Regions from separate parts of the Zea mays genome. Here region 1 is linked to region 2. The links are chromatin contacts, called in public Hi-C maps. All regions are on one chromosome and are shown on one strand. Each heading gives the region's core, a stretch centred on a gene start, on an enhancer-like site or on the middle of the called end of the contact. The rest is flanking DNA. Distances are from core to core; before and after follow the strand shown.

Region 1 (4,106 bases), core at 221-2,720, 160 kb after region 2:
ACAAGTTGGTGCCCTGAGGTGTCTAAAGAGTGTAAAGAGGGCTGGGAAAGCGCAGTAAGCAAGTGTAACTGAAATAATATCTGACAAGTTCAGATATAGAAGAGTTGTCAGCAAAGGAAGTAAAAGGAATTGACCTGATACGCAAGCATAGTACGCTGTGCATCCGGCGTTGTTAGAACAATGACAGTTCCAGTTGTTCCATCTTTGACCGGCTTAGACAGGAAGTGCACATTAGCACGGCGCAACTTTGCCCTAAAAGTGTGATTGAACAGAAAGCATGATGTCAGCCAATACTCTAAAGACTCAGTGCAGAAATAGGACATCATGCAAACCTGCAATAGAAATAGTGACAAATTAGTGAATTACCTGTAGAAACTACCTAGTGGGTCACTGCCCACACTGCCGCCCATCACAATATTAAGCTCAGGGTAGCCAGCAGACTGGCTACTACCAAGCCTTGCCAGCGCAACGAGCGAGTTGGACAGGGAGCCTCCAGCTGCAGCCTTGTAGCTGCATCCATCCATGGCACGCAAGACCCGTCCCCTCTCCTCATGGTTTATGACCTTTCTCGTGCCCTTCTCTATGCCCAATCTGTCAAGGAACTCGTCATCCACCATCCCTGAGAAGTCAACCTATTTGCCCCGCAGAACAGTGACTAGTCAGAATTGATCTTAAGTTCTCAACAACACACCCGTACAGATAGAAGTTTGAACTACTTTTCACAAGTTGCATCTTCCTGATCAATACTTGAGAGGCAAGTAGAGTAACTGGCCCAACAGTTTATTCAGGCATCTAATTATAGTTGTAGCCTAATACGGAGTCAAAGCATCCTGAGTTTGATCAAGTTTATTTAAAGAATATCAATAAATATGGTACCAATAAGTATCATTAGATTCTTCGTTGAATATAGTATTGCATTATATATATCTGGTTTCATAAATATTGATTTTTTTCCTATAAACTGGGGGAGGGGGAGAAGACCAGGGTTGCACGCACCATCGCCTGGCCGAGGCCCAGCACGTCCCATCTCTCTGGCCCAACGGCCGCCGCGGAGAGCTCCACGGCGTCGTCGATCTCGCCCTCCCGCTGCCCCACTCGTAGGACGTGCTCCTCCTCCTCGTCGCTCTCACTGGCGCCGGCGTCCGATAATCCGCCGAGGAGCGCTCGCGCCGCCCAGCCCATCCGGCGCACAACGAGCCGGTGCCAGCTACAGGCGCGCGGGGAATTCCCGGGTCCTCGGCGCGGGGCGAGATGTAGGAGCGAGGAAGGGGGGCGAGAGTCTTGAGAAGAAGAGAAGCGGCGGATGATTCGGGAGGGAGAGGAGACCGTGGAGGCGGTGGTGAGCGCCATTGTGGGTAGCCAGCGCGCCGCGCCGCCGTGGCGTATTTGGTGAGGAAACGGATTGGGGTAATCAGGTCCCGACCCCCGAGATGAGATGGGGGCGCGGCCGGCTGCAGCTGCTGCCTCGCTGCCTCGCTCCCTGTCACTAGAAAAGAGGGGAGAACATATGTATATAATAAATAATAGCCGAAATTATATAAATTAAACAAATAAAAAAGAAGAAATAGACCTATGCGTGACCAGACACGACGAGAGTATGGCTGCCTCGCTCCCTGTCACAAAAAAGAGGAGAATATATATATATATATAATAGCTGAAATTATATAAATTAAACAAATAAAGAAGAAGAAATAGACCTATGCGTGACCAGACACGACGAGAGTACGGCTGTCTCGCTCCCTGTCGCAAAAAAGAGGAGAATATATATATTTATATATATAGTTGTATATTTTGAGCCTCGCCACCCGGGATGGCAGTTGGACCCGTGGGTATGGATACCCGCGGGTTTCGTACCCGGTGGATATGGATAGAAAACTCACCCGCGGGTTCTATCGGGTCGGATACCCGAAATATATCGGGTTGGGTATGGGTAAAATAAATTACCCGCGGGTATCCAGTAGATATCCGAGATATCAATATACCTTTTTAAATGTGATACATCCACTAAAAATTAAGGACCATAATAAAATGGAGCCAAAAAAATACACAACAATCCTGGTTTTGTTGCATGCTGGTTGTTGCTACTTCACCATGGACACAGGCACGACCACGGACTGCTGTTGCTGGCGGCAGGCTGCTGCTACTATACACCATGTCACGGGCTGCTGAAGCTGGTTGCTGCATGATGTTTTTATTTATCAATTTATCATGGCGCATGTGTTGTTGATTAATGAATATTAATTTGTGCTAACAGTCAACTGTAATGTAATAGAGATCAATGAGACATTGACAATGTTATGATTGTCAAATGTCACCTGCTGGAGCTGGTTGCTGCATGATGTTTTTATTTATCAATTTATCATGGCGCATGTGTTGTTGATTAATGAATATTAATTTGTGCTAACAGTCAACTGTAATGTAATAGAGATCAATGAGACATTGACAATGTTATGATTGTCAACTGTCATAAACTCATTAAGTTGAGATATTGTATCGACGTGTAGCTAAATATAGTCATTCTCGTGTTGTACTGGTGATTAGATGGAAACTAAAATATTTTATGTATTTATTATAACACTAACTGAATGTTATTTAGTCTACAGTAACATATCTACTGGATATCTGATACCCGGTGGATACCCGATGGGCATGGGTACGGGTACAGTTTCTCGCCTGATTGGCTTGGTGGGTATGGATATTTGTAGAAGTCTCGGGTATAATTTCGGGTCGGGTATTATTATACCCGAACAAAATCCGACCCCGCTGCCATCCCTACTTGCCACCATTCCTATTCTGCCGCTCCCGTTCTGCCACCATTCCCGTTTCTCATTCTCATGTTCTATCATCTCCCGTTCTGCCACCATTCCCGTTTCTCATTCCCATGTTCTATCATCATTCTATGTTCTGTCATTTCCATTCCCCCCTCCTCGCAAAGCTCATTCACATTCCCCCGTACAGCTCACGTCTAGCTAAAATTAAAAAAACACACATGTCCTCAAGGAGATTTGAACTCGTGACCTCTTAAGCAAAGGCCAAGAGTAGCTACCACTACACCACATGTGTGTTTATGTCAGCATCTATGACAGGAAACACATCTACTACATCTCTTACCAAGCTTACTTGCTACCCTTGCACAATGCGTAGTAGTAGATAAGTATCACATAGATTCTTGAATTATATTTTTGGATGAAGGTAATATTATTTAAAGAAGAGTTTTGCATGCAATTTCTTTTGTTTGAATAATGTTTTATACTTAAATCTCTTTTTTGCATGCATGACATTTATTCTTCGTAATATTTTTTCCATGGATCAGACTTGTGAGTCATTTTTATAAACCAACGTCAACCATGAATCCATATTTCTTACTTGAAACCCCGAACAAACACCATGAGCAGGAAGCACTCGCGTTGGCGTCGCTCATCGATGACGAGAAGAAGCTTGCCGACTGTCAGTCCGACCTCTAGAAGCAGTCCTATGTGGCTACATGCGCCGCTGTGTACGACATGCTCCCGCGAAGCCGCCGCTTGGACGCGGTCCAGAGCAGCTGCACCGCACTGTCCATCGTTAAGCAGGGGGGCCTCATGGTTGTCGCCAACATCGACGACTCTCGGGTTGTTCTAGACACCGCATCCGATGACGACGCCATCACGCCGTCCAGCTCATCGTCCACCTGAAGCCCAACCTGCCACGTAAGTCGCTACTGACCGGACATGAATTCTTGTGCGCTGGGACGATGGATGTTGCTGACGTTGTGTGAGTGTCCTCGAACATGATGTATGTAGTGGAGTAGCGCATCCGGTGGTGCAACGGCCAGGGGTACTACCTCGCTGATGAGCCCGGGGTGCACTTCGTTTGGCAGCCCAACCAAGAGTCATCGGTACTCGTCATGTCGCGCGCGTTTGACGACTACTATATCGAGGATTGTGGCGTCATCTTGGCGTCGGAGGTGATGCAGAGGAGGATCGACAACAGTGGCCAGTTCGTCATCCTCGCCACCGCCAGGGTAGCTTTTGTGCCTGTCTGCCTTTAATTCTCTTCGCAAACACACACTTGCCTTTTTGTTTAAGCAAGAGCGTATGGTGGTGTGTGTCTGATGACTAACGATG
Region 2 (4,175 bases), core at 686-3,185:
TTGATATAAAAATATCAAATGACTATAGGAAGAATAGTAGGAGAGAAGAAATAGAGGAACTATACTTAAGGAGGAGATATTTAAATATGAATTCAATACGAATATGGGGATTTGGGGAGGGAACCATTGAAATCAGCCATAGAGATGGATGTCGAATGCAACAGAGATAAATGTGGGATGTGTTGGGTTGAGTGTTAACTCCCGAATATAATACAAACCACCAGAAAAGCGCACCAATCTTAAATCAACATCGACGGCCACCACATCACATGAACAGAAGAGTGATTTTAGGCGAATGTTGAATATAAAACGTGTACAGATAAAAACTGTTTGGGAGCTGCAACAGAAAGATGGTGACATCCGTATCCATTGCATGAAAACAAAACAAGCGTCGGCCTAGCTTATCTGACGCTTGTTCCCAAACGCTGTACACGTAGCAGGAAAATATGGCAAGAGACAAAAACACCCTGCCAGGCTTAAGCATCTCAAGACAGTATTGCACCAGTACGATTTAAGGAATCGACGAGGTTTGCCATGTCTACTACTATGCTTGAACTACCTGAGATTTATATTTTACTCAAATATATGGTGTATACCTGCACGAAAACACAAAGAACCTTGTTGGAAAAAAAGAGGATGGACCACTACAATGTTCCTTGCATTCTCAAATCAGTCAACAAGTTCGGCTGCAACAACGACATTAGCCATGCATAGTCATCATCGGTGAACAACTGCTAAGACATGACTGGAACTTAAGGACAATTGATCAGTGATCCAGTAGCGCTAGCAATCTAAGAGGATCGAATTAGGCATGGATCACATGCCTCAAGATAGCCACATCAAACATGCAATGCAAAGACATATGAGAAGCAGCAATTCCTAAGGAATGATTCCAATCACATAAAGCAGGAATTAACCAAATTCTGGAAGAAGTAAAGATGAAAAGAAGGAATCTAGGAGATGAAAGAGAGATTATTACAGGTCGCGCCCTTGCAATCACACCTAATTTAGGCTGACCCGGCCCCTCCTTGTCCAGTCCAAATCCATCCATGATCAGATTTAATTCAGAGAAACCCTTTCCCAGAGAATTGAAATAACAGAAACGCACAAAACTTGCTGTTGCTTTCTTCCCTTGCCGATGGCAGCCGCCGCTACTCCGCCGGCCGCGGCAGAAGGACGGAATTGGTGGTTGCGGCGGCCTCGGCGGCGTTGGCCTCGGCGACGGACTTGAGCTTCTGGAGGTTGAGCCTGATGACGGTGTCGGCGAAGAGGCGGGTGTCGTCCTCGGTGTTGCCGTCGGGGACGTCAACGACGTAGGACTCGAGCACGACGGTGCAGATCGCGGGGTCTGCGAGCTCGGAGACGGTGGTGACGGAGCGGTAGTTCCGAAGGCGGTGCTCGCCTCCGGTGATGGAGAAGCCGAAGACCCTAGCGGCGTCGTCGAGTAGGTCGAGGCGCTCGGTGCTGGTGCTAGCGGGCAGGCCCGAGATGACGCTGACCTCGCGGAGGCGGCCGGGGCAGAGGGCGTCGCCGGCTTCGGGGTCTGGGCGGAGCGCGCAGCTCCGGATGAAGTGCTTGTACACCTGCGGGCAGTCGAAGCGGCGGACGACGGCCCAGACGGCCTCCGGCGGCGCGTGGATGCGCTGCGCCAGCAGCGAGGAGCATTGACCCTCCCCCACGGCGTAGCGGTGGTGCGCGTCCACCGTCGACCGCAGCTGCTCGTACTCCGCCGCCGTCAGACCCAGCCCCGCCGGCACCTCCGCGTCCCCGCCCGCACCCTGCTGGTCCATCGCCTCGATTGGATTCGCTGAGATGATTAGGGAAGGGGAGGGGAGGAGAGAAATGGGGAGCTGGAGTGCGAGTATGTTTAATACACGGCGAGCAATGGGGAATTGGTATCTGTGCTTTCTACCATCCCTCGCTCCCTGTCTTGCTGTTGCTAATTTGCTAGCCACCTTTGCCCACTTGCGTTCACTCGACGCTCTCCCTTTTAGAGCCTTTTTAGCCTATATCTCTAGCTATACATGTTGAAATCCAAACAGATCGGACCAACCCGGCACGAATCCGTCTTTGGCCCGGCTTGTTTAGGCTCGACCCGTTTAGGTCTGACTAGCTAACAGGTTGTGCCACTATGTGCCAGACCATGGTAATCGCGTCTTAGGCCTAAGCACAGTACAGATTGGTCCACATCGTACCGAGCCTGTCCGAAGTCCATGGTGCTTGAACAAAGTGCGAAGAAAAATGAGCAAAAAGAGGCTTGTGTGGGGTTCAAACCATGGTGGGACGGCTTCAAAAGCTTAGCTGCACTACTCTAGACAATTGAGTCATGGTTCATTTGTGTTTAAGGGGGTGTTTGGGAACAAAGTTTTTCTGCAGTTTTGGAAGAATACTGCAGTATTCTCAAATACTGCAGTATTATATACATAATGGTGTTTGGCAAGCTGGGTAAAATCTCTGTTTTCAAAACTGAAGTATTGCAAATACTATAGTTGTTTTAAGGCATTCTAAACTTAGCTCTAGACCTCAGTTTTCAAAACTGCGGTATTATAAACTACAGTATTGTCATAACTAAAGTATAGTATAGTATTTCAAAAACTGTGGTTTTCAAAAACTTTGTTCCCAAACAGGGCCTAAATGATTATAGTTGTTTCTAATATACACAAATATGCAATGCAAAATAAAAAAATAAATCGAGTCGTGCTCGGACCAGCATGTCGTGACACACCAATGGCCTAAGCATGGCACGAATAACGAGTCGTGTCGTGCTCAGGACGGACTAAAATCGTGTCGTGCCACGGGGTGCCAGGTAGGCACGACCCTCCTCATACACATATTAAACTTCACTCTACGAACAATATAGTCTACATTACAAAACAGTATTTTAGGTGACTATATAGGTGAACTGTTGGACACGGTTTTAGGAGTATAGTTGCATTGGATGCAGTCATGCCGAGACATCTAATATAGGACACGTATTTTCTGCTCTAATGCCCACGGTCAGAGTTGTACAAAACAACCACTCATATGACTCAACATTCTCATTGAAAGGAAAGTCGACGACATCAAGACACGCCCTACGCAAAGGAATGTGTCGTCATATAGAATACTCGTTCCCCTTACCCGGCCGAGGATCTGGAAATCCTGCCACATCTCCTGCTCCTCCTGGTCGTCGAGGGCGAACGCCGGCTCGCCATCCGGGGAGTTGCAATCTAGCCACATGAGGCATGGACCTCCCAGCTTGAAGGGATTCCTCTCAATGGTGAAGATGGCGGTGCTCTCCTCCTCGTTAGGGAAGAGCGCAGTGCGCACTAGGACCGGGACCTTGGGCCACCCGAGGGACCGACTTTGTGGTCGTCAGCCACCCCCTTACCCCGGTCGAAGGCCGGAGAACTGGGAATGGAGATCGCCGGTGTCGATTTGCTAAGAAAACAATTTGCATATGATAGTGCGCATCCGTAAAAGGTGAAAATATCATATTGTATTGGTTTATGCTATATGTTACGTGGATTGACACTAAATCACCAAATAACTATAATTATTTCTACTTGCAGCATCAGAGAAAAATATGTAGAGTAACTTTACATTGTAATCCACAACAAAATCATAGAAAAAGGCATAATTTGTCTATTTCTTTCTCTCCATTTGTGCCACAGATAATTGAGAATTTGCATTTTTTTCCTTAAGTCCCCAATAGTAGTTCTGTATGTCCCACTACATGCATTCAACATTATCAAATCCATCACAAACTTGTAAAGTCTACATGCTTGCGAGGTACCGATATTTGCCTTGTGGCTTGTGAATCTTGGCTCTTTGACTGAAAATTCTGGATTAGAGAATGAATTTTATCACATGAGATTAGATCTAAGCATGGGTGACCTGACCCGACCCGCCTGGAAAAAACTTGACCCAACCACTGCAACTGGCATGTACGGGCTATAGTTTTTGACATGCAACAATCCATGGGTTGAGCACATGCCATGATTTTTGACCCAAAACCCGACCCAAAGCCAAAAAAACCCAACCTGACATGCCCAATAGAGAAGCACGGGACAATCTGACCGACCCAACACTAGACACGGGTCAAGTACGAGTCATGCCAAACAACCCACAACTCGACCTTGACCCGACCCAAACCCAACGTTTGAACAAGTCTACATGAGATTAGACCATGGTTA

Evidence for each region. A called contact is a pair of places that touch in the nucleus more often than the background predicts.
Region 1: a contact with region 2 is called in a Hi-C map of bundle sheath, with 3 times the contacts expected there. The contact joins the promoter of LOC100273451 here to the promoter of LOC100284319 in region 2. A contact is called at or near these places in 2 of 25 Hi-C or Micro-C datasets (bundle sheath and leaf).

The regions. Positions count from the first base shown.
Region 1 is chr1:101,153,064-101,157,169 of Zm-B73-REFERENCE-NAM-5.0, forward strand. LOC100273451 reads right to left here and starts at 1,471. Exons shown (of 5, transcript NM_001147888.1): 1 at 997-1,471; 2 at 367-632; 3 at 135-252. The coding sequence starts at 1,350.
Region 2 is chr1:100,988,124-100,992,298 of Zm-B73-REFERENCE-NAM-5.0, forward strand. LOC100284319 reads right to left here and starts at 1,936. Exons shown (of 1, transcript NM_001157214.2): 1 at 454-1,936. The coding sequence starts at 1,790. The coding sequence ends at 1,152.